5 separate regions of the Sus scrofa genome follow, and regions 1, 3, 4 and 5 are each linked to region 2. A link is a contact called in public Hi-C and HiChIP or PLAC-seq data. All regions are on one chromosome and are shown on one strand. The core of a region is the stretch at or near the end of the contact, and the rest is flanking DNA. Distances in the headings are between cores, read along the strand shown.

What was found. A called contact is a pair of places that touch in the nucleus more often than the background predicts. HiChIP or PLAC-seq counts read pairs in DNA pulled down with a chosen protein or histone mark.
Region 1: a Hi-C map of liver shows a contact between it and region 2, with 2.7 times the contacts expected there. The contact joins the promoter of LOC100153598 here to the promoter of SFMBT1 in region 2. A contact is called at or near these places in 3 of 5 promoter capture datasets (fetal liver and liver), 11 of 47 Hi-C or Micro-C datasets (alveolar macrophages, brain, embryonic fibroblasts and 5 more) and 2 of 2 datasets of contacts at active chromatin or transcription factors (alveolar macrophages and skeletal muscle).
Region 3: an H3K27ac HiChIP or PLAC-seq map of alveolar macrophages shows a contact between it and region 2. The contact joins the enhancer-like site here to the promoter of SFMBT1 in region 2. A contact is called at or near these places in 2 of 5 promoter capture datasets (fetal liver and liver), 12 of 47 Hi-C or Micro-C datasets (brain, embryonic fibroblasts, heart right ventricle and 7 more) and 2 of 2 datasets of contacts at active chromatin or transcription factors (alveolar macrophages and skeletal muscle).
Region 4: a contact with region 2 is called in a Hi-C map of liver, with 2.3 times the contacts expected there. The contact joins the promoter of ITIH4 here to the promoter of SFMBT1 in region 2. A contact is called at or near these places in 1 of 5 promoter capture datasets (fetal liver), 4 of 47 Hi-C or Micro-C datasets (embryonic fibroblasts, heart right ventricle, liver and 1 more) and 1 of 2 datasets of contacts at active chromatin or transcription factors (alveolar macrophages).
Region 5: an H3K27ac HiChIP or PLAC-seq map of alveolar macrophages shows a contact between it and region 2. The contact joins the enhancer-like site here to the promoter of SFMBT1 in region 2. A contact is called at or near these places in 2 of 5 promoter capture datasets (fetal skeletal muscle and liver), 5 of 47 Hi-C or Micro-C datasets (alveolar macrophages, embryonic fibroblasts, liver and 1 more) and 1 of 2 datasets of contacts at active chromatin or transcription factors (alveolar macrophages).

Annotation. Positions count from the first base shown.
Region 1 is chr13:35,015,017-35,021,169 of Sscrofa11.1, reverse strand. LOC100153598 (store-operated calcium entry regulator STIMATE) reads left to right here and starts at 3,360. Exons shown (of 10, transcript XM_021068951.1): 1 at 3,360-3,651. The coding sequence starts at 3,492. SFMBT1 (scm-like with four MBT domains protein 1) reads left to right here. Exons shown (of 22, transcript XM_021068955.1): 22 at 1-543.
Region 2 is chr13:35,177,680-35,183,497 of Sscrofa11.1, reverse strand. It overlaps SFMBT1 (scm-like with four MBT domains protein 1), which reads left to right and starts at 2,424. Exons shown (of 22, transcript XM_021068955.1): 1 at 2,424-2,938.
Region 3 is chr13:34,958,454-34,964,109 of Sscrofa11.1, reverse strand. LOC100153598 (store-operated calcium entry regulator STIMATE) reads left to right here. Exons shown (of 10, transcript XM_021068951.1): 4 at 2,425-2,546. Among named protein-coding and RNA genes, the nearest start is that of ITIH4, 17 kb to the right of the region's middle. Within about 2 kb of position 2,694, at least 7 of the 83 cell types and tissues checked have an H3K27ac peak or open chromatin away from gene starts, as enhancers often do. A contact at or near this core is called in alveolar macrophages, fetal liver and skeletal muscle, where this site is marked.
Region 4 is chr13:34,940,143-34,945,578 of Sscrofa11.1, reverse strand. ITIH4 (inter-alpha-trypsin inhibitor heavy chain family, member 4) reads left to right here and starts at 1,710. Exons shown (of 27, transcript NM_001001537.1): 1 at 1,710-1,805; 2 at 3,015-3,175. The coding sequence starts at 1,716.
Region 5 is chr13:34,989,455-34,995,715 of Sscrofa11.1, reverse strand. The region is part of intron 1 of LOC100153598 (store-operated calcium entry regulator STIMATE); the gene reads left to right. Among named protein-coding and RNA genes, the nearest start is that of ITIH4, 49 kb to the right of the region's middle. Within about 2 kb of position 4,840, at least 8 of the 83 cell types and tissues checked have an H3K27ac peak or open chromatin away from gene starts, as enhancers often do. A contact at or near this core is called in alveolar macrophages, liver and skeletal muscle, where this site is marked.

The sequences.
Region 1 (6,153 bases), core at 2,111-4,610, 160 kb after region 2:
TTAAAAGGATAAGGGTAGGTTTTGGGGATTAATCAAGTCACAAAACAGATGATTGAGGGAGGTTACAAAGTTTAGACAAAATTAAAACTAGACAGTTCCTTAGCTCCTTTTGCAAGAAGTCTCTGGGGAAGTATAGTTTGAATGTTTCTCTTAGAGATTTTTAAGTGCTCAGTTCTTTTCCTTTTCACTTTTTTTTTTTTTTTAATAGTATCTAAAGACAATCAGAGGCCTGCCAGAGTGGGACTTCTGGCTGGTTCCAGCACTGTCCTTAGGCCTCTTTCTCTAACTTGTTGGAACCGATGTACTTTGTTTCATGTATATTGTCCTTATTTTTTTTTTTTTAAAGCTGCATATTTGGAACAAAATGAAATGCATATTGCATTGTATCCTTCCTGACTGCTGTTTTTCTCTTAATTTTAAAAGTTATGCACTGAGGATAAAGTATACTTAAGGAGAAATATGCACAAAAATACTTATTAAATAATTCCCATCAAGTTTGATGGTATAACTTCAAGGGATTAAAAAATGACTATTTTGAATGAATATTTTGTGTGGGTTTTTTTTGGTTTGTAAATGAGAGTATGTATAAACTTGTGTCCTATTACGACAGTTTTAAGTGGTTGTGAGAAAATTAAAACAGGTCTTAAGCTATATTTAACTTTCTTTGACAGCAAGAAAGGCATCTTGACCACAGTAACCTTCAAAACTGTTTCTAGTCAGACCTCAGAGAGTCATCTCTGAAGGGAGGAGAAAGTTCCTTCCTGCTTCAATAAAATGAACCTTTCCAGAATTCTTCCCACTCTCCTGCTATCTGATCCTTTCCCCTCTGAATTTAGGTACTTTTTTTTTTTTTTTTGGCCACGCCCACACCATAGCAGTGACCCAAGCCACAGCAGTGACAACACTGGATCCTTAACCTGCCGAGCCACCAGGGAACTCCTGGACTTTGGTACTTTTTAATTGTGGTTCAGGAAAGATAGGAAGAGCAGAATTTCTCACAGCAAGCTTGTTCCCAGCATTGGGGATTCTACCCCTGATCTCTGAAGACTACTGCTTGTTCCTTTACATTTGCCTTGGCACAGCAGCAACAGGCCTTAGGATTCCAACACATCTGGATGTGCAGAGTACTGCTTTGTGAAAAACTTCATTTTTCAGCTCTGTGTGCAATTTTCCTTGAGCTGTGTCTTCAAGCAATTAATAATCTTATGCCCAGCTATAATTTCTTCTGCTTTGAGTACACATCCTTTTGTTTGGTTCTCGCTGAACTGGACTGTAACTGTTGAGCATACCTGTAAGGGATCTTCTTAGACTTAAAGACAGTAATGCAATTTTCCCTTAACCTATTATTTTCTTAACCTTATTTTCTGTATTTTCCCATGGTCAGTACTTGTGGAGAGTTTTAAATTTTATAAATTAAAAGTCAGTTTAATTTAAAAAGCATTTTGTTGAATGCTTTTTGTACCAGGTACTATGTTGGATTTAAGGGTCAGTAAAATTCAGTTTCTGCCCTCAGGAGGCTCTCATTCAGCTGAGAGAGAGGTGTGTACCTAGTTTAGCAGTGTGAAAAGTTCTAGTGGGTCAGCTCACACAAAGTAATGTGAATGTACAACAGGGAGAGGAAGATCAGGCAGGACTTGAAGCATGAGTGGCAGTTCATAGAGTAAGGAAAAGGGAACAGTATTCCATTCAACTAGAATGCATGTGAAGGTACAAAAAAATGTGGAAGTGCATTGTAAGAGAAAGCTGGAGAGTTGGCTGTAGGGAGCCAGTAGCATTTTTCCTCTGAAAAATCAAGTTAATATTCCCATTAACTGGAGTTCCCCTCCTGGTTCAGTGGTTAACGAATCCGACTAGGAACCATGAGGTTGCAGTTTCGATCCCTGGCCTTGCTCAGTGGGTTAAGGATCAGGCGTCACCATGAGCTGTGTTATAGGTCGCAGATGCAGCTCTCGGATCCCTCCTTGCTGTGGCTGTGGCGTAGGCCAGCAGCTACAGCTTCGATTAGAGCCCTAGCCTGGGAACCTCCAGATGCCGTGGGAGTGGCCCTAGAAAAGGCAAAAAGACAAAAAAAAAAAAAAAAAAAAAAAAAATTCCTATTAACCAAGAAGGCTTTTGGATAGCATTTAACCCTTTTATGTAATTGTAATTTCTTTCTTTTTTTCTTTTTTTTTTTTTTTTTTAGGGCTGCACCCATGGCATATGGAGATTCCCAGGCTAGGGGTTTAATCGGAGCTGTAGCTGCCAGCCACAGTAACGCGGGATACCAGCCACGTCTACGACCTACACCTGAGCTCACAGCAACGCTAGATCCTTAACCCACTGAGCAAGGCCAGGGGTCGAACCCACAACTTCCTGGTTGTCGGATTCGTTTCTGCTGTGCCACAGCAGGAACTCTTGTAATTGGAATTTCTTGTGGCTATCTTTAGGGAAAATTTCCCTCGATACAGTGTTTAATGTTCAACAAATGTACCACAATGTCTACTGGAATAATACTAACCATACACTGGTATTAAGTCGATCAGCAGGAAGATCAGGCACTGGAGAGCACCAACAAGAGGTGTGGGAGCAAAGACAGAGAGGGCTGAGAGGGTAGGTAAAGTGGAGAGGGATTAGAGGCCCTGGAAGAGGCAGAGTGCAGGTTCCAAGAAGTCAGAGTTAGGTAGGTGTAAGTAAATATATGCGTGTGTGGAGGGAGGCTCTGGAGAAAAAGTCCAGCAACTTGGTTTTCTTTTGTGAATCACGTTCAAAATGAACAAGAAGGGGATATGTTCACATGCATGTATAAAGGCAACTGGATTAAAATTTAAATAGTTTAAATTACGGGTTTTTTTGGGGGGGGAGTCGACTTGGGGCTTGGTTAATCAATCTAAGATGAGCCTTTGGCCAGGGTATTGATCCCAGCAAAGACGCCAAACGTCTAGGCTGAAAGGAATATATTTGTGTGCATAGTCAGATTGTTTACTCAATGACCTGCTTCAGAATAATCCAGGCTATTTGCCGATAATGCAAATTATTGCCCGCGATCTCAGAATAACTGAATTGGAATCTGAGGGTGGAATCCAGGAGTATTTTTAAATAAATTCTTCAGGGAATGAGTTTATCTTGGAGGAGAAAAAGTTTAGCCACAGATCTTCCCTGCTCCAACCCTCCCGACCTGGAACTCGGAGCCGGGGCGGGGCTCTCAACTGGGTTGTGGCAGCCCAGCTCACAGGGTTCCACCTGTGGTGGAGACCCGCGACCCCGCCCCCTCGCCGGCTGGATCCCCACCCCTGGGGGGGGGGGAGCTGAAGCAGCCAGAGCCCGCCCCAACGCTGGGCCTGGCCAATCAGACGCTGCGATCTCAGACGTCGGGTTACGCGCCGCGCCGAGTCCGCGGCGGGGCGTAGGTACCGGCTCCCAGCTTTGGAGTCTGGGTTGGGCGTCGCGGACCCCGCAGGCAGCGAGGCCGGGCGGGCGGGCTGCGGCGCCCTGCGCCCCTCGCCAGGGTCGCCATGCAGGGCCCTGCCGGGAACACGAGCCGCGCACTGCCAGGCGGGCCGCCCTCCACCGTCGCGTCCGGGGCGGGCCGCTGCGAGAGCGGCGCACTCATGCACAGTTTCGGCATTTTCCTGCAGGGGCTGCTCGGCGTCGTGGCCTTCAGCACGTTGTTGCGTGAGTCCGGGACCCCCGCCCCTCCTCAGACCCTGCGCCGCGAGCCGCGGGTTCAGCCCGGCCTCGGGGGCGTTCCTGCCTGAGGATTTCAGGCCTTGGGGTCCTGGGCCCTTGGTGGAGGTGCCCTCTTCCCGCGAGCCCAAGGCTGGGCATTCCCAGGCGAAGGGGAGCTCTTGCCCCCGACCCAGGTCCTGAGTCCCTCGCCTTATCGCAGCAGCCTCTAGCCAGAGGTGACCCCCTCAACCGTGTCAGTGCGAATTAAAGCTACTCCAATTTCCAGCCTGCGGCCATGACCCCCGGGTGGCATATTCCTTTCTGCCCCCTCTTATAGGTTCATCTTAGCCTCTCCTTCGCGCTTTGAATCCTCATCCCTAAATCTCCAGTCTGATAATGAGTCTTTTCCTTCACCTTCACTTCTCCAAGACTTAATCTCTCCGGTTTGCACCTGGTGGGCCCCTGGCTTGTTAGGCCCCCCGCAATCCGTTTCCAGAAGGGCTCTCGCCCCCTCCCGGCCCCTGTCACCGAGATTAATTTTCTGTTTCTGTCAGAGTAGGACTCACCCATACTGCCTTCTTCCCCACATCTCCTTTTTCCTCTCCTTTCCCTGAAGAGGCCCACCTGTTTCATATATGTCCCAAGCTTTGCTAATTAAGTTACATCTCAAGTCTCCCCTGGCTCTTCTCTCTCCCAATCCACCTTTATTTGCATTTCAAGTATCCTTCCTTTCCTAGAGACCTGGGCAACTTAGGAGCTTAATGGAGAAACAGATTCAGGGTCTGAGGAGGTCTTGGAATCCCTGTGCTAAGTCACCAGGGGACCTTCCTTCAGAGTTTCGTGAGGGGGAAGAAAGTCCCAGATTGCCTTTGGAAAACTAGAAGTTCCAGCATGTCATGTATGCCATGTGGTGAGGGATTATATTGTTTTCTTAATGCATATCCTTTATTAAAGTAACAAGAAGTCTAGTGCCCTTATGATTGCATTTTTGAGGAAGGAGGGGTCATAAATATTTACAGAAGCATTAATTCCAAAATGACTTGTTCTCAAAACTTCCCCACTGTGTTCACGTGGGCAGAGTGGGAAGTTCCTGCAGAAAGTATGCTCCTTGGCATCTGGGAAGGATTCTGGTGGTGTGTGCTTGTGTCATGTAGCGTCCAGTTGCCAGAGTTGCAGCTTTGCTTGTTTATGATGCAGGGTTTATTTGGGTGAATTCTCCCAGGCTTTAGATAACCCTGAAGAGACTGGGGTTTTTTGTTTGTTTGTTTTGTTTTTTGTCTTTTTAGAGCCACACCTGCAGCATATGGAGGTTCCCAGGCTAGGGGTTGAATCGGAGCTGCAGCCACTGGCCTACACAACAGCCCCAGGAGCACCAGATCCTTAACGCACTGAGCTAGGCCAGGGATCGAACCCACATCTTCATGGTTACTAGTTAACCACTGAGCCACGACAGGAACTCTTGAAGAGGCTCTTCTTCTTTTTTTTTTTTTTTTTTTTTTTGTCTTTTTGCCATTTCTTGGGCCGCTCCCGCGACATGTGGAGGTTCCCAGGCTAGGGGTCTAATCAGAGCTGTAGCTACCGGCCTACGCCAGAGCCACAGCAATGCGGGATCCGAGCCACATCTGCAATCTACACCACAGCTCATGGCAACGCCGGATCATTAACCCACTGAGCAAGGCCAGGGATCGAACCCGCAACCTCATGGTTCCTAGTCGGATTTGCTAACCACTGCACCACAATGGGAACTCCTGAAGAGGCTGTTCTTGAACACCACTTTTTTTTTTTCTGGTCGTCCGGCCTTCATAAGTCTTGCAGCAAGTCCCAGACTGTATATGTTTGCTACTCTTTCTCTGCTTTTCAGTCTCTACTTGTCTTGCTGTTTTCCCTGTTGAACAAATAGCCACTTGTTCCCACAGTAATAATTTCTGATGACTTAGCCAAAATCAGCTGTTGACTTGGGCACATGAATTGTATATATGTGCGTTTAAGACATTGTACGTGGGTCTGCACTCCCCTTTCCACTTCTTTCTGCTCCTGCTGGCCTTCCTTTCTCTCTGAAGGAACTCCAGGCTTAGGTTTTATGTTGTTCCCTAACCTAAGATTTCTTAGCAGAGCCCTGGCTGTTTTCATGGGATTAATTGATGCTGATGGTCCCACTTGTTCCCCCGGATTTGATACTTGCGACTCACAGAGGGAAATGTGATTATGACAGGGCAGAGTTGCTCAGAGCTGAGAAGTGTGCAGGGTTGAATGTGTTCAGAGTACCGGTGCTGGCCCTGCAGGTCTTGAGGGACACAGTCACTTATTTACTTAATCTTTAGTGAGCACAAGTGCAAATCCCACTGTAGTTGGTATTTTCTCTATACAAAGGTGGGACTAGGAAGCAGTGTCTCACTCAGTGTTAGGCTAGACATGGAGAGAGCTTGTGGTAATGGGTTCTGGGACAATGAAGAATAGGGGTGATGAGGGGAAGAGCTGGAAAGGCTAGAATGTGTCTTCCCTTGCCAT
Region 2 (5,818 bases), core at 1,175-3,674:
CAAATTTCTAAGCAGCAGAGAAGTTGAGGAGCTAGCACGCCTGGCTTGTGGTCTAGCTCTGCCTCTCACTGAGTGACCTGGATACTCCCAGTTTGCTCTTTGTCCATAGAGAATGTCATGACTTACCCTGGGGGATATTGCAAGGGGTAAAGAAGATGTCCTGCATGTGCACACATGCCTACACCCACACAGGGCCCTGCATAAGGCAGACTCTTAAATGGTAGTTTTCAACTGTTTCAACTTGTGGCTCTGCTCTTCCTCTTCCTTAGAGGTCATGAAAGTGAGCAGTGGAGAGAGGCTGGAGTTAATGAGGGAGCTTGCTTCTGTGTCAGTTTTTAAATATTTGAATAGATGGAAAGATATAGCACATGTCCTGGTTGGGAAAATGAACTATTATAGAATAGTTGATCTGTTTAAATTAATTCATAGGTTTAATGTAACTCCATGCAAAATCCCATTTTCTTTGGAACTAAAAATATCAGTGACAACACAACATTGTAAATCAACTATACTTTAATAAAATAAATTTTTAAAAATATCAGCAACAACAGCTGACATTTACTGAGTATACACTATGTGCCAAGCTTTGAGCTTGTGAGGCAAGTGTTACTCTAATCCCCATTTTATAGACAAAGACCCTAAGGCCTAGAAGGGATACGCATTTCCAAGGTTATTGGGCTGGTGAGTACTGAATCTGGATGATCCCATCTCCAGCATTCTTAATGCCTGTACGATTATCCTAGAATGTATATGGACTTAAACTGGTCTGAATATCAAGTGATATTCTGAATAAAATAAAAATCCATTAGGGGAATATCTAGACCTACCAGATGTGAGAACCTATTTTAAAGAACTAATATTTAGATCCACATGGTATTTGTTCAAACCAAAATCTGTGAAAGGAAATGGAAAATTCAGAAATAGACCAACCAAAATCAAAAGTCTAGCATAAAAGATTTTAATAAGCAAAGGATAAGGAAAGAATTATTTAATAAATGGCGACTCCATAAGCAAAAAAAAAAAAAAAATTGGTGATGGCGGTAGTTAGTTAAATCCATATTTGATACCACATGGCAAAATAAACTTATCATGGATAATTGCCAAATAATTAAATATAAAATTAAATTGTGCAAGAGTTTCTGCTGTAGTGCAATGGGATTGGTGGCATCTTGGGAGCCCTAGGACACAGGTTCAATCCCAGGGCTGGCACAGTGGGTTAAGGATCCAGTGTTGCTGCAGCTGTGGCTTAGGTTGCAACTGGGGCTTGGATCTGATCCTTGGCCCTGGAACTCCAAATGCCAGGAGTGGTCAAAAAAGACTAAGTAAATAAATAAAATTGTAGAAAATCAGTGGAAAAATACACTATCAGATGGGTGGAAGAAAGCTCGCTTCATCAGCATTGGAGCAATTAAAAAAATCACAAGAGACTAGCATGACAGATTGAATAAAACAAAAAAAGAACAATGGACTGTCACTTTGGATCACTGACAACATAGGAACAATATAACATAAAAAAATGCTTATTCGAAGTTAGAAGAGGTTCAAGTCCCCAAAAGATGAATAGACATGAACAGATCATTTATAGAAGGGAAATACAGATAGTAAATGCAGGGATAAACATTTACTGAGAAATACTGAAGTAACCTTGAACTACCAACAGACACTGCTAAAATAGGGGAGAAAAAAGATGGTACCCAAGGCTTAGAAATGTGTATTAAACTCTTTACACTTGTTCCTGGGAGGTGGAGAATGAGTAGGGCAGCAGCTCTTTGGTAAGTCCTCTGGCACTGTGGGGCAAGCCCACCTCGCCCTTCCTTGCTTAGCCTTTCATCTGGGTATTTAACTGCCAGGAATCTATCCCAAAGGCAGAACTAAGGGATGTGTTAGTAAACAATTGTAAGGAACCAAAATAGGCAATGGTAGGAGACTGACTGAATGGATGAAGATATCTGCACACATTAAAAATGCATCATGTGAACAAAAGAAAAATGTTAGTGATGGTAGCAAACACAAAAGACAATGTGTGGTTGCTACTATGTAAAGACGTGTAGGTGGGTGGAAGGTTTAATGTGTGAAAAGTTTCATGTATTATGGATACTACTTTACTCTTTTTGCATTTTTCTTCCTCCCTGGCTGTCATATTGTCTTTTCAGGGGCAGTTAAAATATCCAGCCAGCAGCGTGCCTGTGAGCAACTCTGTAAAGTGGGGTATTATTTCCCAGCGCAGACTTGAACCGCATTTGGCACCCCTGAATTCCTTGCGGTGGGGATGACTCCTCCACCTTGAAAGGCAGCAGTGATCAGCGCCCATCGGAGCCCTCCTCTCAGGACCGGGAGTCCGAGCACTCCCAGGTCTCCGAGGCTCGGGCACTTCCTTCTCTCTTCCAGAGCAGGTGGGGACGGGCGAGTGTCCCACCAGCACCTGTGTTCGGTGGGTAAGGGGCGAACGAGCTCGGAGAAGTAAACCGCAAGTGGGCACCTCGGGTTGCGGGGCCGGTTCATAGTCACTAAGGAGCTACTGTCTCGACCCCGGGGCCCTGCTCTCCCGCCCGATTTAGACAGCCGTCTCTTGCCACCTCGCCAGGGCCCCGAGCGGCAGGAAAACTCGGATTTACAGGGCGCCTCCTGCGGAAGCCTAGAAATACCGGGTGCGCCGCGGGGCTCCGGTCTGACTTCGCAGTCAGGGGGCAGTTAGGTGCCCTCCCAGGTCTCAAGGGTGCGCCAGATCCCGGACGTGGGCCAGGCGGGCGGACGCAGCCTTCTCCCGCGGCGACACGCGCCTAACTGGGCTCAGGCCGCCGCTCGGTGCGTTCCTGCGCTAATGCCATCTTGCCAGAGGCTGTCACGTGCGGACGACAGCATCGCGCTTCGCCCCGGCCCGAACGCCAAAACCGACATCGGGACGCCACCTGGTTCCCGGGGTTCCATCCAACCCGAGGTGAGGTGAGGGGGCCCTTCCCTCGTGGGTCCGAGCAGGGGCAGCGTGGGCGCTGGGTCCTGGGAGGCGCGTTTCTCCGTCGGGGCCCCAACGCGCCGGGCTGTAGCGCCGTCGGGGGCGGGAGGCGCCACCGCGTGCCCTGTGCCACGGCCCAGGGGGTGTCCAGGGCAAGTTGTGGGCTGGAGCATGCCGGGCGGCGGCGGCGGGTGGCTCTGGACCCCCAGGACTTAAGTCTGCAGTCGCCTCGCCTCCGGCACAGGTCCCGCGGGGCGGGCAGACGCGCGGGAGGGCTTGGAGAGGCCGGGCCGGGGGGCGCCACACGCGCGGCGCGAGGGGCGCCGGCTGCCGGGAGGAGCGCGGATGGTGGGGGGGGCGCGGGCGCATGCGCCCTGCGCCCGTGCCATATTGGAATGAGTCGGAGTGCGGAGCGCCGCGGCCGCCGCCTCCGCCGGAGCGCGGGTGGAGGGGGGCGGGGAGAGCTGCCTGCCGCCCCGCTCCGCGGAGCCCAGCAGGAAGGAGGGCGCGAGCGGGCGAGCGCAGGCGGCGCGAACGGAAAAAGCGTCCGCGCGGGCGAACGAAAAGAAGGAAAGAAAGAAAGAAAACGAGCGCGAGAGGGGAAAAGCGAGCTATTGAGAGAGCGAGCGCGCGAAAACTCCCGGCAGGTAAAAAAGCGGGGCTGCCGGCTGGGCCTTCCCGCGCGGCGGCCTGAAGGGGCGGCGGCGGCGCGGGGACTGGGGACTGCCTGCTGGCCCCTTCTAGGCGGCCGCGCAACTTTGCCAACGAAAATCCGCCGGGAGCCGGCGGCCGGCGGGCGCGCGGGCTGAGGCGCCAACGGGCGGCGGCGGCACGTTGGGGGCGGGGGCGGGGCGGGGGGAGCGCGACGCCCGCGCGCGGCCTGGCGCGCCCCCGAGGCCCCGCGCGCTGGCCGGCCGGGAGGCAGGAGCGCGCCTGGGCGCCTCGCCGCGGTAGCGAGACGCGGCCGGCCGTCTCAAGCCGGCAGCAGGGCGCACGGCAGCCCCCGGGCGTGAAAGGAAAGTGGCCAGTCGGCCGCACCGGGGGCGCCCAAGTTCCCTGGCGCGCTGGGCCCGCCGCGCGCCCCTCCCCGCGCGTCCCACGCTCCCGCCCGCCGAGCCCCCGCGGACCCGCCCCCCGGGCTCGCTCCGGGGCCGGGACGCGAACCCGCAGCAGGACTCGGGGGCGCGCCGCCCGCGCAGCGGTCCGAACTTCACAGGGCCAAGGCGGCCACGGCGCAGAGGTGAAGCGTCTAGCGGCCGCCGCAACCGGTTGCTTCGGCCAGCGTGGTGGAGTGCGCCGGGCCTCCCCTGCGCGGCGCGAGCTGGCCGTGGGCTCGCCAGGAACCCGCCCCCGGCCCCAGCTGGACCTGCCGCTCCGGAGGTCCGTGACCGTTTCGATTTCTGTCCTTAAAGTCTGGTTTTGGACCTTGAAGGAAGCTGTAGAGAGGCGAGCAGAGTGTTCTGAAAAGCCAGGCCTGCTTTGTGGGAAGTAGAAACGCCTTGTGAGAACAGAGATAAATTCCCGCGGAAAGGATGCAATGTTAAGTTTTTCACAAGATGTCAGCTGCTCCCTGGGGTCTGAAACTGAGCCGTAAAGCACAGGTCACCTGCACCGTCTTCTTATGCGTTGGGAGTGGTGTAGCACACCCTTATCAGGGACAGGTTTTTTAATTTAGTGGGGGTTTTTCCCAGCGGGTTACTCAAAGCCATGCGGGTGGACCGCAGCGAGCGAGGTTTCCTGAGTCCTACTTAGAAGTAATATAGTCTTGAGAGCCAAGAAACATCAAAGAGATTTGAAGGGAAATAAGATGAATTTTATCAATCCCTGCTTGTACTTTCTCCTCTGGAACCACATTTTTAAGATGTCACACTTTATTGCCTTGCAAGTAAAATGCCTGAAAATGTAGTTGTTCATTGGTCTACTGTCTTGAGAAGAGCAGAAAATGAGTGTCTTCTTGTGTACGTTTTGGGGCCTTTTGGCCTGGTTTTTTGAGGGGTATGTTGAATCTTTCTAGGCCACAGGTAGATTTCAGAGTTGAGATTTGTTTATAATGTCAGAGAACTAACGGCCTGGTGGAAACGGGAGTGGCCCAAGATCAGGAAACAGTTCTGTAACTACTGTTGTCATTGACTAGCTGCCTTATCTCAGGTATGGAGTATGTTTCTTCCCCTTTATAGATTTGATTTTTCTTATTGCACAATTGGAGGATGAATAGGTCATCATTCTGCATGCTTTCAGTTCTAAAATTTGGTGACTGTTTAAAGTTAAAATTTAAAAAATCTTGGTCTATACTTTGAAAGATTCTGCATAAAAGTGCTCACAATGTGCATCTTTATTAAAATACATTTGAAAAAATATTTTGGAAACTCTAGAGTGATTTTTATGTAATTTACTATTTGGAAAGATAGTTCAAATGTATTTAAGTATTTTTTGAGATACATATATTTATATATGGATATATATTGATTGATTTACTAAGGTCTAACAGTTCTTATGGTTTTTTACTATCTAGAATAACTAAAAATTCTGACCTGGGAATTTTTAGTCAGAAGATGACTTTTTAGTTGAGGCAGTGCTTTGCAGGTTTGGATGTGTGGTTGTTGGCATGGTGGTGGACATGGGCCTGGTATTAATTTGTTATTTCCCATTTTTTTGAATACAGGTATATTAGCAGACAGTAGGTTTGAAGGATGAATCATGAACTTTCCCAACAAATCAAATTTAGGGTGTCAGTAGATGAATCAGTTCCTTAAAGCTTAGAAGTTGCTGAGAAAATTAAATGAAAATTGATATTTAAAAAATTCAGTGAAGTAAAAAATGTGGGCATAATGCTTTAATAACATTTTTTTTGTTGTTGTTGTTTTT
Region 3 (5,656 bases), core at 1,445-3,944, 220 kb after region 2:
GGCGATCCTCCCATAGGGAAGTTGGTTAGGAAAGGGCCTTGTCCTTCCAACCCTCGAGCCCAGCAGCAAGCTTGTGTCACCCCCTTGTGAATCATCTTGGTTAGCTGAGAGCCAGCTCCTCATCCTGCTGGCACTGGGCGAGCTCGGGGACTCCATCCCCTGGTGCTGCCTTGACCACACCACTCTCCCTTGAACCTCCATTGGCCTCTGCAAAACGATGATCCAGCTTTAAGGGGGACATTGATAAGCTAGATCACAGCTGGGATGGAATAGGGGCTGCTGAGAGATCTCGAGTGCTCAGCCAGTGGAGAAAAGGCCCAAATGGGGTAGATGTGGTGAAAAGAGCTCTTGACTGAGGATCCAGGCTGCGGGAAGGTGATATAACTTCTCCAAGCCTCCGTTTCCTCATCCCGATCCCCAGGATCACTGTGAAGGATTCATGAGATGATGGGTATATGCAGCATTGGAAGCCCCAGGAACACTTATCATCAAACATGTTAATAGCTCAGTCAGAGGATATTGTTAAAACCAGAGCTCCAGCAGTCAGTTGAAGAGCCGTTGCGGGGAGACTAGGCGGGCAGAGCAGGGCCTTGCCCCACACAGTGGAGAGGTCCTGGCCTGTGGAGGAGCGACTGCTGCAGTGGGATCCATTCCAGCCCCACCACCTTGCCGTGCCCCGTGACTGGTTATAGATTGGAGAGGTCTTAGGCTGGACCAGGGGCATCTTGGGAGTCTGCAGACCTGAGGGGAAGCCAGTCAGTTCAAGGAGAGGAGAAACTTGCAAAGGGATGTGGGAGTTGAGTTCTTTCCAATGGCTGCAGGAGGCCCCAGTGCTGGGGCTACTACTCTGGGTGGCTATTCAGCTTTTGTGGCATCTGGGCTGTGATTCTAACAGCACATTTGTGGAGTGCTTCCTCTATGGCAGGCATTGTTCACAGGTATTGACTTGTTTGATCGTCATGACAGCCCTGCAATATAGATACTTTAATTATCCTCATTTTATAGTTAGAGAACTGAGGCACAGAGAGATTATATAACTTAATCAGGTTCACACACCTAAAGAGTGACGGAGTTGAGATTTGAACCCAGCCAATCTGGCTCCAGGGCCCACAGGATACCTTGTTGTCTGCCAGTCTTGCCTGTGTTGAGTATAAAGTCTAGAGCTTTCTGTCTTTAATCCCAAGGCCAGGCATACAGTAGTAGGCTCAAATCAGTTTGGTGAGGGCATTGAATGAACTAATGCATATGTGTGTATCAGGAGCTCTTGATATTTTCAGGATGGGTCTCAGATACCAGAACCACTTGAAACCAGTGCAGTTTAAGCATCTGAGAGCAGCATTAGCCTAGAGCCAGAGCTCAGCTTGTGAACTTGCAGAAAGTGCCTGGGAACCAGTTGCTATGTTTTCTCTAGTATCTGGTCTAAGAGTGACCCCTTGTGCTTTTAAAGAGGAAGGGCACGCAGGAGGAAAATGCAACCCCTCCCTCTGGTTTTCTTGCCCCTCCAGGGCTGGCAGGACCACGAGTGTGCTCCCTCAGGTTTCAGAGTGCTATGCACGTCACTGGGGCCAGCCTTCGGGTGAGGGCTGTACGGCTGCATAAGATGTCTCAAGTCTCAGCAACTCAAAAGTGCCATGGCTGGTCTGTGGTATCTGATGCTTCTCTTGGGGTTGGGGGTGATGGTTTCCAAGCCATGTGGCCTCCCAGAGGGTTGGGAAGCTGGGGCCTTGGTTATTGCTGACCAGTGAGATCTGAGTACAGGGCCCTCAAGGGAGGACCAGTGGGCAAGGGGCTTTTCCTTGGTGAAGGAAGAAATGCGTGTCGGACAAATGGAAACAGACCCCACAAGACCAAGAGGTCAGGGTGGGCATGCTCTTCTGATCCTCCTCTCCTTCCTCCAGCACCTTGCCTTTTCCGAGTAGCACTTAAGCTCGCTCTTTGGAAATGCTTGCTCTTTCCTCCATAGCAGGCTCTGAAGCACAGGGATGAGCTCTGGTCTGGGAAACCCCAGGGGCCATTCCCCGGATGTTCTGGTGCTGCGCTGTCTTGGGGCCTTGGAAGGGCCAGACCATCTGGGAGGGAAGAGTTACTGAACAAATTTTTTTTTATTAATTCTGTTTTCCTGTCAGCCTCTTTGGCTGCTCCCAGGCACTCTGCTTTGTGTCAGTCTTTGTTTGGCAAGAACACTTGAGATCTTTCAAGTTTCTTGGTCCCTCGCAATGCTATGTCCTGGGGAGGGAGGCTTTCCTAGGCTCCTGGAAGTGAGCACTTCAGCTTCCTGCACTTGCACCCTTAAGGCTCCTGCCTCCCAGAACAGGGTGGCGCAAAGTGCTGGGTCCCCAGCCTTGACCTTGTCCCTGCAAGCACACAGAACCCAGTTCCCTAGATGGTGCTTCCTGACCATGCCACTGTGCCCTCTCCTCACAGGTACCTCATCAACTTCCTCCTGGACGCCACTGTGGGCATGTTGCTCATATACGTGGGTGTGCGTGCTGTTAGCGTCCTGGTGGAGTGGCAGCAGTGGGAGTCCCTACGTTTTGGCGAATATGGTAACGTACCATTGACACAGAATGGGGTGTGAAGGGTGCCCACCTCACTAGAGGCATGGGGGCGGCTCTCAGTTTGGAAGGTGTTTGGTAGGGAGCTACCTCTCTTTCCACTGCATGTCTGCTTGTCTTATCTCTGGGCCATTCCACTCCTGGAGTTCAAAGATCAGGACTGGAGGGCCCATCCCCCCACCCTGGGGCCCAAGTCATTTGCTGTCTCCAGACCGTGGGCTGGCTGCCCACCGAGCATCTGGCATGTATGGTCACCAGGGGCACCAGGTGCATCCTTACTCACTGAGACAAGGTTTAAAACAGGTGACCCCTGGATGCTGGCACAGCTTTGACCCACTTCATCTCGTCAGTCCCCATGGGATACAGTGTGTAGAAAGCTGCCTTCGTGCTGGCTCCAAGCACAAATGCAATGCCTTTTGCTTTGTACCCCTAGGCAAACAGCTAGATGTGGCCTCAGCAGGGCTGCTGGTGAGAGGAGCTTATTTGGGCCTTACTGCCCTCTGGGGATTTCCCCCTCTCGCACCTTCACAGCAGGCCCTGCTGTCTGGAGCCAGGGGCTCCTGTTCATGGGAACTTCATTGGTGGAGCCTTTGCCATGAAAAGAGCACATGAGACAAAAGGGAGGGAGTCTGGATCCCACTCTTATTTCTTGGTTATACCTCCCAAAGAGCTCACGGCTCTAGGCCCAATGGCTGAAGACTCGCAAGGGCCTGACATTTAAAAGGGGAGCTGGTTCATGGAATTGCCTGTGAGTACCTTAGTATTTCTAGAAATCTTAAGTAATCGTTTGTCTCCATTGATGGGAGATGACCTCAGGAGAGGGCTTTTCTTAGCCTTGTTACTTGATGCCTGATGAGTCACTGACTTAAGATAGTGTCCAGCACACAGTGTGTGCCCCTATGGCTCCAGGGAAGGCTATGGAGAAGTTCCAAGTCATTGACTGCTCAGCTTGGAGGATGGAAATGGACCTCAGCGCCCATGGACCAAAGCGTCATCATCTTCCTTTATAGGATAAGCACCCGAGGGGTGGAGTGATGCAGGAAGCTCACCCAAACAGCTTGGAGGGCCTCTGGCTGCTGCAGTGGGATACCCAAGCCTCCCACCATCTCCAGGAACAGTGCTCATAGCTTCCTCTTGGCTATTAAGATCCTTTCTGGAAGGCAGGGCTCTCGACTCAGCTATAGCTGAGCAGAACTACAGGAGAGCCACCCACAGCCAGTCACACTGCTCAGTGACCTGGGAGAGGAGATCACATCTGATCCTGATACAGTGGGCATTATGGTACCACCTATTCCCAGCATGTTTTTGTTTGCATCCCCAAGAGAGATCGAAAGGAAGAAGGTATCCTTGTTGTTTGAGCCTTTTGTTTCCGTGCCCACCTTTTCCAGATAAAGCTGCCCTCTATTGAGGACCCTTCTGAGTCCTTTTTCCCCAGGCTGAGGAAGGATAGGGGATGTCTTCAGTTAACTGGTTTGTATTTCTGTCAATTTCTGTTTTTTCTCTTGCTGCTGTAACAAATTGCCACAAAATTACTGGCTTAAAACAACACGAATTTGGAAGTTCCCATAGTGGCTCAGCGTGTTACAAACCCAACTAGTGTCCACAAGGATGTGGGTTCATTCCCTGGCCTTGTTCAGTGGATTAAGGATCCAGCATTGCCATGAGCTGTGGTGTAGGTTGCAGATGCAACTCAGATCCCACGTTGCTGTGGCTAGTGGCTGTAGCTCTGATTGGACCACAAGCCTAAAAACTTCCATGTGCCACAGGTGCGGCCCTAAACCCCCCCACCCCCAAATTTATTATCTTAGAGTCTGTAGTTTAGAAGTCTGACATGGGGCTCGTGGACTAAATCTTGGTGTCGGCAGGACTGGTTCGTTCTGGAGCCTAAGGGAAGAACCTGTTTCCTTGCTTTTTCCCGATGCTGGAGGCTGCCTACATTCCTTGGCTGGTGGCCCCTTCCTCCATTTTCAGAGCCAGCAGTAGCCTGTTGAGTTTCTGTCACATGTATCACTGACCTTCCCCACCTCCTTCCACTGTCCAGTGCCCTTGTGGTTACATCGGGCCCACCTGGGTAGGCCAGGATGCTCTCCCTTTCTTAGAGCCTTCTGATTAGCAACCTTGATCCACTTGCAGCCTTCACTCCCCTCTACCACTCTCCATAGTGCCAGGCTCTGGGGATGAGGGTGTAGACATTATTCTACCCACCACCCCTGTTAACTGACCCGTCCACTTGAGGTGGTAGTTCCTGGTAGGCCCCACAGCTGTCAGGTGAGTGAAGAAGAGGGGCTTGTTTTCTAGGAGCTTCCATGGTCCTTAGAAGAGAAGGTGAACTTGCGAACAACAACATGGGATATGGGGACAGGCCACACAGCCCTGAGGGGCAGGACAGGTTCAGGCTGTCCATGGTGTCTACACTCTGGGGACCAGACTGCTCTTCCCCATGTGGAAGCCTTGAAAACAAAGTTTCTGTCTTTTGGGCACCAGTAGTGTGTGGGCTTTGGTCCCTTCCTCATGATAGACCCTGAGGAGATACTCCAACAAAAACAAAGACCCATGGGAACTTCCACTGTGGCATAGTGGGTTAAGAATATGACTAGAGCAGCTCAGGTCACTTTGGAGGCAAGGGTTCGATCCCTGGGCCAGGGTAGTAGGTTAAATGATCTGGCTTTGCTGTGGTGTAGATCACAGATACAGCCTGGATTCAGGCTCTGTCCAGAACCTTCCCTATGCCGCAGGTGCAGCCATAAGAACAAAACAAAACAAAAAACAACACCCATGTACCTGAGGGTGTCCAGCGTGGCGGGGCATACGAGAATTCTTGGCTTGTTTGTCCTGAAAAGATGAGGTCATGGGGACCATCAGAGAGACCCTCGCATGAAACAGGTCGGAAAAACCAGTGCACGTGCCCTCATTGCCACCATGGCTGCATGGTCTGGATTTGTTGGAGGAAAGGGTGTGTGTGAGTGGGTTCACACATGAGTTTTTTCACTGCATTTTTAAACCTAATTATGCAAGCATCTAAATGAAAAAAGAAGCCACTAAGTTGTGGCTCTGAAACTCAGAACAATGAAACTCAGAGAGGTGACATGAGGCCCAATGGA
Region 4 (5,436 bases), core at 461-2,960, 240 kb after region 2:
GACGGTCCAGGGCTGGAGTGGCAGTGACTGGCTAGGGGCCGATGCCTGCAGTGACGTCCTGCCAGTCCCCTGGGCAGGTGGGACGGGCTGCATGGAGGCTTTCCCACGTTCTTGGCCAGCCCGGCCTCCTTATTTAGCTATTTTCAGGCCAGGCCTGTGCTCTCTGCCCCAAGGGAGCAGACCTGTGGGGACAGGGCCCAGGCCTGCTCACTAGGCTCCTCAGGGTTGGGGGCGGCTCTTTCCCCAGATTGCTGTAGGAGTACGTCTTCCCGTTTAATCCCAGCCATATCCAGAGCCAAAGGGCGGGCAGTACAGGTGCTCACAGAGATGAGGCTTTTGGCTGTCGTCATGCTAAGGAAGGGGAATGTTCACTTGCAACCACAGACACAGCTCTGAGGTCTATGATGCCCTTCCCTAGAGGCGTGTGCTGCTGGCATTGACCGAGGCAGGGCTAGAAGGGAAGCCGCCTTCCTGACCCTTGCAAGTAAAGTCACTGCCCCAAGACCCCGAGTAGGCCCTGAAGATGGCGCCCTCCCCTAGCTCCCCTAGTGCCACTGAGCCCTCTTCCCTGACCCAGGATTTGGCACCTGGCCACTTTGCTGAAGCATCTTTATCCCATCTTTGGCCATGGACTCAGGAGCCAAGCTTTCAAAGCCACAAGGACATAAGCACTAGCTGCGTCCAGAACCCCTAATATTTATTCACTTTATTATTTGTTAGGAAAGCAGCCTTTCAACTTTATTAAAGGAAAACTGAAAAAAGTCATTGGTAGTCCTACCCCAGACCCTCTAGCCACCCTCTCGTGGGTCTGGGCTCACAACAGCGGCACCACCTTGGCATGGATCGGCCTTCTACCCGTTCTCAAGCTGTGACTCACGGACTCCCTTGGCGTGACTGACCTCCACGTAGGCCGCCTAAGCATACATACCCCCCACCCCCAAGTCACCCCTTTCAAGAGCTCTGTGCTTTCTGTTCTGTGCTTCTGTTTCAGGAAATTCCTTGGATCGAGTGAGACCTCGGGGCCGCAAAGTGTGGGCCTCTTTATGGCTTTCACTTTGTATTGCGAACCACATGTTTAGGAGGCCTTGCTGGAGTTGCACAAAGAGTCCTGGCTAGAATAGTGGGGCCCCAACAGAGAGAAGGGAGGCCCTTTGGCTCAGCCCCTCTCGCTCCAGAAGTAAGGCATATAGCCATCCTGCTTTGGCCCCAGCAGAGCGTGCCCCACTCGGGCACCCCAAGGACTGCTGGGTGCCTTTGGGGCCCCACTGCCCAGTCACTCTGACCTGGCCTCTGGCCCCTGCCTCCTGGAAGCCACCCTCTGGCCCTCCTCTGCCTGGCTATCCCTCTGCTTCACCCATTCTGGGCTTAAAGAGAGCTGGCCAGTTCACTGCGTGTCCCCCAGCCCTGGGAGGCTTAGTGGAATGACTGGTATGAGGGGTGGTAGTGGCCTGAGAAGGTTCTGGACCTTTCAGGTGGGGCGCCAATACCCACTGCCACCTGAAGCCTGCCCCTCCTCAGTACATGTTCCCGTCCCCAGTCAAGGTCCACAGGATGTTCATAGTTTGCCTGCTTATCTGAGCCGCTGGGGTTTTTGGCGTGCAGATCCCAATTTCCCAGAACCTGCCCCCACAGGGGCGGGGCAGCAGGCAAGTTACTAATTCATTCCACGCTTCTTCTTAAGTTCAGAAGCCAGCCTGACAGGCAGAGGAGCCAAAATGAAGACCCTCTCCCCTACTGGTGCCTACGGCCTTCTGCTGGTCCTGCCCTTGCTGCTGGCTGTCCTTCAGAGCACCACGGCCCACAAGGTAGAGGGCGTCCATAGGCGCCTCTGTGTGTGCACCCGAGTGTGAGTGGGGCCAGCTTGTGTGTGGGTGAAGGGGAGGAGAGCCTCAGTGTGTGCAAGTGTGTAAGTGCAAATGAGCACAAGTCATTGTGTGTGTACAGAGAAGTGATGCTGCCCATCCGCCAGGCAGCATTCTTAGGACTCTCACTATGAAGAGTCCTGCATTTACTTGAAGCGGTGATCCTGTTATTTCCAGTTCAAGGGCAGGAGGTGCAGTCTAGCGAGTTGCCCTGGAGGGGAGAGGTGGATAGGAATGGGCCTCAGGCTTCTCTCTTAGCTCTCTGGCTGTGTGACCTCATGGAAGTTATTGATGCTTTCTCTGCTTCCATTTCCTCATTGAGAACAAGTTGATCATAGAGCTGGTCCAAGGTTTGTGGCAAAGGTGGACCTTCTAGTGCTATAAAGTGCTGAGTACAGCGCCTGGCACAGAGCAGATACTCACATGTCAACAAGCCAGTGGGCCACCACGCACCTCGGTGCTAAGCACAAGCGTGCCGTATGCAGCCAGGCAGGAGCTGTGTAGACTCTGCCTGTGTGCACTTGCTCTTCCTTGGAGACCGCAGACCTCAGGTGAAGCACACAGGCCTGGGGAGTGCCTTGTGGGGAGGGACAGAACATCAGGGAGGCCCTGTGGCTGTGGGGGGAATGGCGGCAGTGTAGAAGATGCCCAGCCCTAGAGATGGACCCTACTTATCTCCAATTCTCCCAGCTCCTGCAGGTTCCTGGGGGGAGGCTGGCAGGAGCTCTTTTCCCCAAAGGACTTGTTCACTGCATTTTCACTGGGCAAAGCTAAGATGGCATGGAAGCTCCTTGATCAGGCAGGGCCCTCTGCTGCTCACCTCTGCCCCAGGGATAAGTGAGTCCCTCCCAGATACGCTGGTGCTCAGACTCCACTCCCCACCCCTTACCTGCTTGTTCTCCAAAGGGCACAAAGGCCCCCACTGAACAAGACAGATGGGCCCTTGCCCCGTGGCCCTGTCAGGTGGGGAAGGAAGCACACATCTGCCTCTGATTTGAGACCAAGGTTCACATTTGAAATACTTCATGGGATTTGGCCTGAGACCTGATCAGTGGCTAGGTTGGGGGCCAGGGCTTGGTCTGGGACTAAGGATGAGACCCACTCTTGAAGAGCAGTTGGAACAATCAAACCATTCCTCCTTCACTGGTCCAGAATGACATCAACATCTACAGTCTCACCGTGGACTCCAAGGTCTCGTCCCGATTTGCCCACACAGTCGTTACCAGCCGAGTGGTCAACAAGGGCAGTGCTGTGCAGGAGGCCACCTTCCAGATGGAGCTGCCCAAGAAGGCTTTCATCACCAACTTCTCCATGTAGGTGCCCTCCTGCCCTCCTCCTTGGCCCCTCTCCCCTGTGATGCCATGGCCCCTGTGCCCCATCAAGAAGAGAGTCCCTTCTTCTGATGTGAGGTGTGCCAGAATCTATGCCTGAGGTGGATGTGCCCCACCTGTAGGCAATACAGGGACCACAGGCTTAAGCCAGGAACGTCTTGCATTGTCAGAGATGCCCCCACCCCGCCCCTGCTGCATCCCTCCTGCCATCCATCTCTCCTTCTCTTCATCCATCCATTATCCCTCAGGCTGCTTGGGTGGCAGGTGGAGAATCATGGCATCTTTGTGTCTTCACCTTTGAGAAGTACAGACTTGGGGCCTCCTGAGGCCAAGACTAGGTAGGAGGGAGTCACCAAAAGGCAGATTCCAGCTCAGAATACAGAACATTTCCTAGCCCTTGGGCTGCCCTGCAACGAAGCACTGCCTCAAGGAGAGAGGGACCACCTTCTTGTCACAGAAGTTCTATGGCAGACTGGTCCTCCACCCTCAACTGGGATACCACTGAGGTGGGTCTGTTCTGGGTCAGAGGCTGCACTGGGAGTTCCCTGGAGTTTGCCTGGACCCTGTGATACTCACCACGTCCTCTACTGTCCTCCCACCCCCTTCCCAACTCAGTTTTGCAATATTTGCTAAATGCAAGAGAACTCTGTCTGTCCCTGGCCCCACAGGAGAGGCTGTGGTTGAGAAAGGCGGATGTCGGAAACTCAGGGAGGGTGATGGGTGATGAGGCAGAGAGCAAGTGTTTCAGGAGGAGGCCCCAGCACACCCTGAGACTTTTGGAAACCTGTGGTGGGGGCAAGGTCCCTGTGGTTGGCTCTTTCTTATCTCTCTACCCACCCCACCCCCAAACAGCCCTGCTTTTCCTAACCCTGGAGCCAGATCTACACTGCCCAACTTGCAGCATGGGCTTTGCAGGCTGCCCCCTGCCTCCCGTGTAGGTGCCATGACTGGCAAGCTTCTATCCTGTCACATCTGAGGGCCCAGGACTTGCACTCCTTTCTGAGCCCCGCTCCTATTGCTGCATGAAAGGGAAGCAGGGGGCAGGGGACCCCAACTGGGCATTTACGAGGAGGAGCCCTATGGCCCAGCACCAGCTCCATCCCTAGTCCAGAGTTAAATTGTGACCAGGACGGTGGGGAGGAGGGACACTTGATCCTAACGCCCTGGCTGCCCTCTCCCAGCAACCCCTGTACACTCTCACCCTTTCACAGCAGTCCCAGGTGGAGCAGGCTTATGTTTGCCTCCATGAGGAGCTTCTGGGGGATTCATTTTCCTTCCAGAAGAACAGCCCAGTCAGTTCTCTCTCAGTCTCCCCCAAAATGGCCACCAGGATTATGTCCTCACCCCAAGGGACCAAGTTGTCCAAAACCTCCTTTTCCAGAAGCCAACTTCTCTCCAGAGTGGCCTGACCAGTGTTGGTGGGAAAAAGGGGAAGCTGCAGAGGAGGGGGGGCAGAGGCTTTGAGCCCGTGTCTCCACTGGCTTGGGAGCCAGTATCTCTTCCCTCCTCAGCCTTCCCTGCACAGCTGGACCCAGGGCTGTGGGAAATGGGTCTCAAAGCTTTCGCTGCTGGCTGGCCAGTCTGGGCACAGTCTGTGGCATGAAAGGGGTAGTTGGAAGGTGGGACCAGACAGGAAGGGAGAAGAGAGGCTGGGGCCTAGCTCAGCCCTGCTTTCTCTGCAGTCTTGGTCCTGGTTGTTCAGTAAAAGTCCTGTTTACTGACACAGTGCATGTCCCAGGATAGATGGAGGCCTGCAGAGCCCCCATCTGCACGAGGGCCCCACGCAGAGTCGTATCCACAGTAGCTGCAGAATAAATGGGTGGGCTCAGGTAAAGTTAGGAGTCACTGTGTCAATAGGCACACAAAATGGAGTTCTCTCGTGATGTAGCAGGTTAAGGATCTGGCATTGTCACTGCCAGCTTGCATCAATGATGTGGCATGGGTTTGATCCCTGGCCTGGGAACTTCCACATGCCACAGAATCTACTCAAGAGTTTTAATAACTACCTGTATGGGGAGTTTCCGTCATGGCTCAGTGGTTAACAAACCTGACTAGTATCCATGAGCATACAGGTTTGATCCCTGGCCTCACTCAGTGGGTTAAGGATCCAGCATTGCTGTTAGCTGTAGGTGTAGGTCGCAGATGTGGCTTGAATCTGGCATTGCTGTGGCTGTGGTGTGGGCTGGCAGCTACAGCTCCGATTCAGCCCCTCACCTGGGAACCTTCATGTGCTGCAGATGCAG
Region 5 (6,261 bases), core at 3,591-6,090, 190 kb after region 2:
ACATGGGCCATAGATGCTCTGGCAGGATGGAGCCTGGAGAGAGAGAAGATCGGTGTGGCCTGAGGGGATGAGGTCAGAGAAGCCAGTAAGCCCGAAGTCACGTGGTACCTTGGCTAGAAATAGGAGCCCACATTTTGTTCCTACTGTCTTGGAAAGGCATTGGGAGGGCTTTGTGTTTGTTTTGTTTTAAAATTTTTTTGTGGAATTATCATTTACCTAAAGTAAAATGCACAGCTCTGAAGTATAAAGTTGGACTTTTTTTTTTTTACTATGGGCTTTTTTTTTTTTTTATTGATTCTTCTTTTTTCCGTTATAACTGGTCTCCAGTGTTCTGTCAGTTTTCTACAGTACAGCAAAGAGACCCAGTAACAAATACATATATACGTTCTTTTTCTCACATTATCCTCCATCATGTTCATCATAAGTGACTAGATGGCGTGGAAGATAACATAATCTTATTTCTATTTTGAGACCTCCATCAAGAGCTGTATGGAGGATGGATGGATGGGTGGATGGATGGACAAACAAATGAACAAACAATAACCTTATGTAAAACAGTGTGACTTTGAGTGGGACATAGGGAAAGAGCCACTGCAGATGGGTTTGTTTGTTTTTGTTTTTTTTTTTTTTTTTTTTTTTTTTTTTTTTGTCTTTTTTTTGCCATTTCTTGAACCGCTCCTGCGGCATATGGAGGTTCCCGGGCTAGGGGTCTAATCGGAGCTGTAGCCGCCAGCCTACGCCAGAGCCACAGCAACGCAGGATCCGAGCCGCGCCTGCGACCTACACCACAGCTCACGGCAACGCCGGAACCTTGACCCACTGAGCAAGGGCAGGGATCGAACCCGCAACCTCATGGTTCCTAGTCGGATTCGTTAACCACTGCGCCACAACGGGAACTCCGGGTTTGTTTGTTTTAATGGCTGCATCAGCAGCATGTGGAAGTTCCTGTGCCAGGGGTTGTATCTAAGCCACAGCTGCAATCTACACTCCATCTGCAGCAACACTGAATCTTTTAACCTACTGCCCCGGGCTGGGGATCAAATCCATGCTTCTGCAGCAACCCTAGTTTCTACAGTTGGAGTCTTAACCCACTGCACCACAGCAGGAACTCCTGCAGGTGCCCTCTGAAGTTTTTCTGCCATCTCTACCCCAGGTCAAGGCAGGAGTTGTGGATGTGAGATCCACAGTCAGGGCAGGTTTACTTTGTCTTAAGCCTGCAGGTTCTGTAGGTCTCTGGCGTCATTTGCAGTGGGTTCTGCTCTCTGACCAGGTGTTTGCCGGTCTTAGCAGGTTCTGCTGTCTGACTGGACCCAGCTGACTCCTCTCTGTGAATCATGTGATCTGAAGGGTGATGGTGTGTATCCATGGGGTGTGGTTTCTGAGGGGTGTTAAAAAGTTTTCTCTTTAAAATAGCTTTTCCACCAAGCTTTTCTGGTGTCTGAAATCCCACCACTAAAACGTCTCGATTTTGAAAGTGTGAGTCCACTCATGAGTCACTGTCCTGTATGATGGGAGGTTGCAAAAGTTGATTGAATTGCTTCCTAGCATCACAGTGGGAGGGAGTGAGCAAGATGTAAGGCAGGGAGGTTTAGAAGGTCGCTTGGGGATTGAGAAGGACCCAGGGCCTGAGGCACTGTGTCCTGAGTGGACAGGTTGAGGGAGGGATTGGCACAAAGGCCTAGCAAGCCTGCTGTAGGAATGGGGCAGTGGTGGCTCTGAATGATAGGAGGCAGGTTCATCAGAGGTCCTTTGCCTGGGAGAGGGTGCCCTCAACAGAGCTGTGACCATGGCACTCCCTGCTGCCAGTGCCTACTCAGCCAGCACTAGGGACTGACCAGCTCTTCCTTCTAGATCAGAATGTGATGACGGGGCTCTCATTTCATGGTGTTTCTTGAATCAGTGACATGTTGGTTCAGATGTTTTTCTCCCTCTGATTATAGAAGGAATTCCGCAACGTCTCCAACTTCATTTCATGCTATGTCTCCCATTCTTAGCTAAGAGCCAAATGAGATATATTGTTGAGTGATCTTATGAGCCTTCTGAGTTGGCCTTGAGCCCCCCTTCCTGTCACTGTCTCCTGAGCATGTCCCGTGTTTCCCTGCTTGCTGGTGGTGAGGTGGGAGGACCAGCCCTGCCTGCCCATGGGACTTTGCCAACCTGAGCTGTCCCTGATCACTTTACCCAGGTTGTTCCTGTTTTTGCTCTTGGTCCTGTGTTCACCTTTCAGAGCACCAGCATCTGGAGAGTTCTTCCAGTGGCCAACCTCAGGAGCAGATAGCACGGCTTGCTCTAGCTTTGTTCTGGTTCCACGTGGGAAGTGTAGGCCATTGCTAAGTACAAATCACAGTTTTATTTATGTATGTATTTATTTATTTTTTAGGGCTGCACTGTGGCATATGTGCCTACACCACAGCCACAGCAACTCAGGATACGAGCCATGACTGCAACCTACACCACAGCTTGTGGCAACACTGGATCCTTAACCCACTGAGCAAGGCCAGGGATCAAACCTATGTCCTCATGGATGCTAGTCAGATTTGTTTCCAGTGAACCACGACGGGAACTCATTTTTTTTTTTTTTTTTTAATAGCCACACCTTCAGCACATGGAAGTTCCTGGGCTAGGAATCAAATCAGAGCTACAGTTGGGGCCTACGCCACAGCCATATCAACACAGGATCCAAGCCGTATCTGAAGCCTACACCACAGCTTGTGGCAATCACCAGATTCTTAACCCACTGAATGAGGCCAGGGGCCAAACCCACATCCTCACAGACACTATGTCAGATTCTTAACCCACTACGCCACAATGGGAACTGTGGGAAGCACATCTTAGTTCACATGTCTGAACGAAAGTCCGAGAGCCATCCAGGAGAAATGTTGGGGACTCTCCCAAGCCAGAGAGCCAATGTGAGTAACAGCTAAGTTGGGAGATGCCAGACCATGGGGACCTTGTTTGCCAACTTAAAAAGTTAGAATTATGTTCCCCAAGGAAGAGGAAGTGGGGTGGACTCTGAAAGGTTTTTAAGCAAGGCATGGTATGCTTAGCACACTCAGCTGCACTGTGAGGGGGCATTTAAGGGAAGTGGACCAGAGTCCAGAGAACTTGTTGAGTGAAAGAGATGGGCCCTGACCTCAGGGAGCCTCCTAGGCCCTCTCTACCTTGGGGTACCAGCCTTACCAGAACTAGCATTGTCTTGGATTAGACTTTTTCAAGATGGCACAGGGGAGATGAGGGCTTTGGAATCAGGAAGATGTTAGAGGCACATGTCGATTGTGCCACTTTTGACCTTTGGCAGATCCTCTGACATTATCTGTAAAATGAGGATGATACCTTTCACGGTTGTTGTGTAGAATAAAATTCCTGGATTGAGTGCTAGATGGAAGGATGGTATTTGGGAGGCAGCCTCACTGCTTACTTGTTGCTGCTGTTTTTCTTCCCATGTTGACCCTATTAAGTAGACAACTGAGGACACTTAGGTCCAGAATAATTAAGTGACTTGCTTAAAATAATAAAACTATTAATTAAAGCATGGACTAGATTTTAAGCTACTCCCAGCTGGACTGCCTTTATTAGTTCATTGCCGTAAGAATTACCTGGCTTGGGACTTGCTGTCATGATTCAGCGGTAACGAACCTGACTAGGATCCATGAGAATGCAGGTTCAATCCCTGGCCTCCATCAGTGGGTTAAAGGATCCCGAGTTGCCATGAGCTGTGGTGAAGCTCGGATCCTGCCGTCTAGGCCAGCAGCTGTAGCTCCCATTTGACCCCTAGCCTGGGAACTTCCATATGCCGAAAGTGCAGCCCTAAAAAGCAAAAAATAAAAGAAGAATCACCTGGCTCTTCATTTCTTCCTTCCTTCCTTCCTTTATTGGCCACCCCACAGCATATGGAGTTACCAGGCCAGGGATCAGATCGGAGCCACAGTCATGACCTAAGCCACACTTGGGCAATGCTGGATCCTTAACGCACTGCACTGGGCCAGGGAGCAAACCTGCGTCCTAGTGCTCTGAAGACACTGCCAGTCAGTTTTTCACCATAGCAGGAATTCCTGGCTCTTCATTTCTCTTTGAAAATTGGCCCAGCCTAGGTTTAAAACTGTCCTAGACCGGAAGGCCGTATCCTAGACCAGTTGCAGGGAAGGCTGTGAACAGAGTTGGCAGGCTCCTGAAGGGAGACTGCCTTAGTAAGGAAGATGGGGGCCCGTGGGTTTGGGGAGGCAGCCAGCAGGCCACCTCGGTATCTCCCTGAAACTTCCCAAATTGACTTGAAGACACTGAGTACCTCTGGGGTTTTCACACCACTAGGGGGCATTAGGGAGGTTTGGAATGGGGCTTGGCTGTTGGGATGATCATTTACAATTTACAGAAAGTGCAAAAACACTTGTTTTCCTCCTTGACTGCTGGTTCAAGGTGGATCAGTCAAGGTGGATTTACTTACCCCTCAGGAGTTGCTGTCCTTTGGGGATTGGAGTCAGGGGTTCATAAAACCAGTGAGGTGTAGTTTGAGGTGACTGGCCCAGCCGGTGCCAGTTAGAGGCCTATCAGGTGACTCAGATTTCATCCCAGCTTCACTGCTAATAAGTACTTGGTGATCCTGAAAGAATTCACCTCTACCCCCCACCATTTTCCTCACCCTTTACACTGAGGGAGTTGGCCCCTCAAAGACCCTTCTGGCTCTGACTCAGAATCCAAACTGCACAGCTTATGAACTAATCTCCAGCGGGCACAGGTGGGGGTTGCTTGCTGCTTGGCTTGCTGTGGATCTGGGGATGGAGCTGCTTGCCCTTGCCCTAGTAGACAGCCTGTTAGCCTGTACAGGAAGGCTGTGTTTCATGAGGCACTGGTGCATAGTACAGCTTGAGAAATGAGGCCATCAGGGGTGTGTCCAGGTCAGCAGCCTTCACTAGGCAGAAGCCTCCAGAACTAAAGGGTTTTTTTCTTGCTGCAAGTCATTGGAAGGGGAGTATTTTCCCCCAGGGATGAACTAGAAAGCATGAGTTCATGGTTGCTGGAGCTCACCCACCCCAGGAGGCGGGGGTAGAAACCTGCTCACATCCCAGGGTCCCTGATCTTACACAGGGACCTACGGTCCAACAAGGAGCCTGTGACGCTGATTTCCGCAGCCTGCCAGGCAGCAGCATCCAGGGTGTCTTCTGTTGTATCATTTTCTGAAATGCCAGGCGCTAAAGTGACTGCTGTGTGGTCTGTGATCACCTTCCAGCTTCAAGATTACACTTTAGTTGTAAGAATATGAACATTCCTCATGTTTTATTTTGTAATTGAATTGTGTCTGTGGCTTTTCATGGCAAAGAGAAGCTCTCTGCCAAGAAGCCTGCTGGAGTCACAAGCCTCCTCCTGTGCTATACCTGCAGCAGGGGGGTTTGGGAAATGCTGTCAGATAAAGAGGTGTAAAGGGGACTGCTACCTCCTATAACCACGTCCATAGAAGCTCAGTTTATCCGTCATCATTCAGCCTCAAGCCCTTCTTTGTCTTCACCCATCAGTCAGGAGCCTCTTACTGTCCCTAATGTGCCTCTAACTCTGCTTCTCTCAGGCTATGCCCAACATGGACCATACGGCTCTCAAATTATGTGGTTTAATTCCAAAACAGTTATGCTTTTTTCTCATTTTTTAAAGTTTTATTGAAGTATAGTTGATTTACAATGTTGTGAAAATTTCTGCTCTACAACAAAATGATTCAGTTATACACATAAACATATCTGTTCCTATTCAGATTCTTTTCACGTATAGGTTATCCCAGAACATTGGGTAGAGTTCCCGTGCTATATGACAGGTCCCCGTTGACCATCCATCCCATAAACAATAGTGCACACATGCCAATCCCAAATCCTCAATGTGCCCCCCCCACCTGTTCACTTTGGTAACAGTAAGTTTGTTTTCAAAGTCTGTGAGTCTGATTCTGTTTTGTAAATAAGTTCATTTATAACCTTTTTAAAATTAGATTCCATATGTAAGTGATATCAAATGATGTTTGTCTTTCTCTGATTTCATTTAGTATGATAATCTCTAGGTCCATCTGTGTTGCTGCAAATGGCATTATTTTGTTCTTTTTTATGGCTATGTAGTAGTCTAGTGTATAAATATGTACCGCATCTTCTTTTTCCAGTCCTCTGATGGACATATACGTTGCTTGCATGTCTTGGCTATTGCAAATAGTGTTGTAATGAACATGGGTGCATGTATCATTTTGAATTATGTTTTTTTCTGGATATATGCCCAGGAGTGGGATTGCTAGAT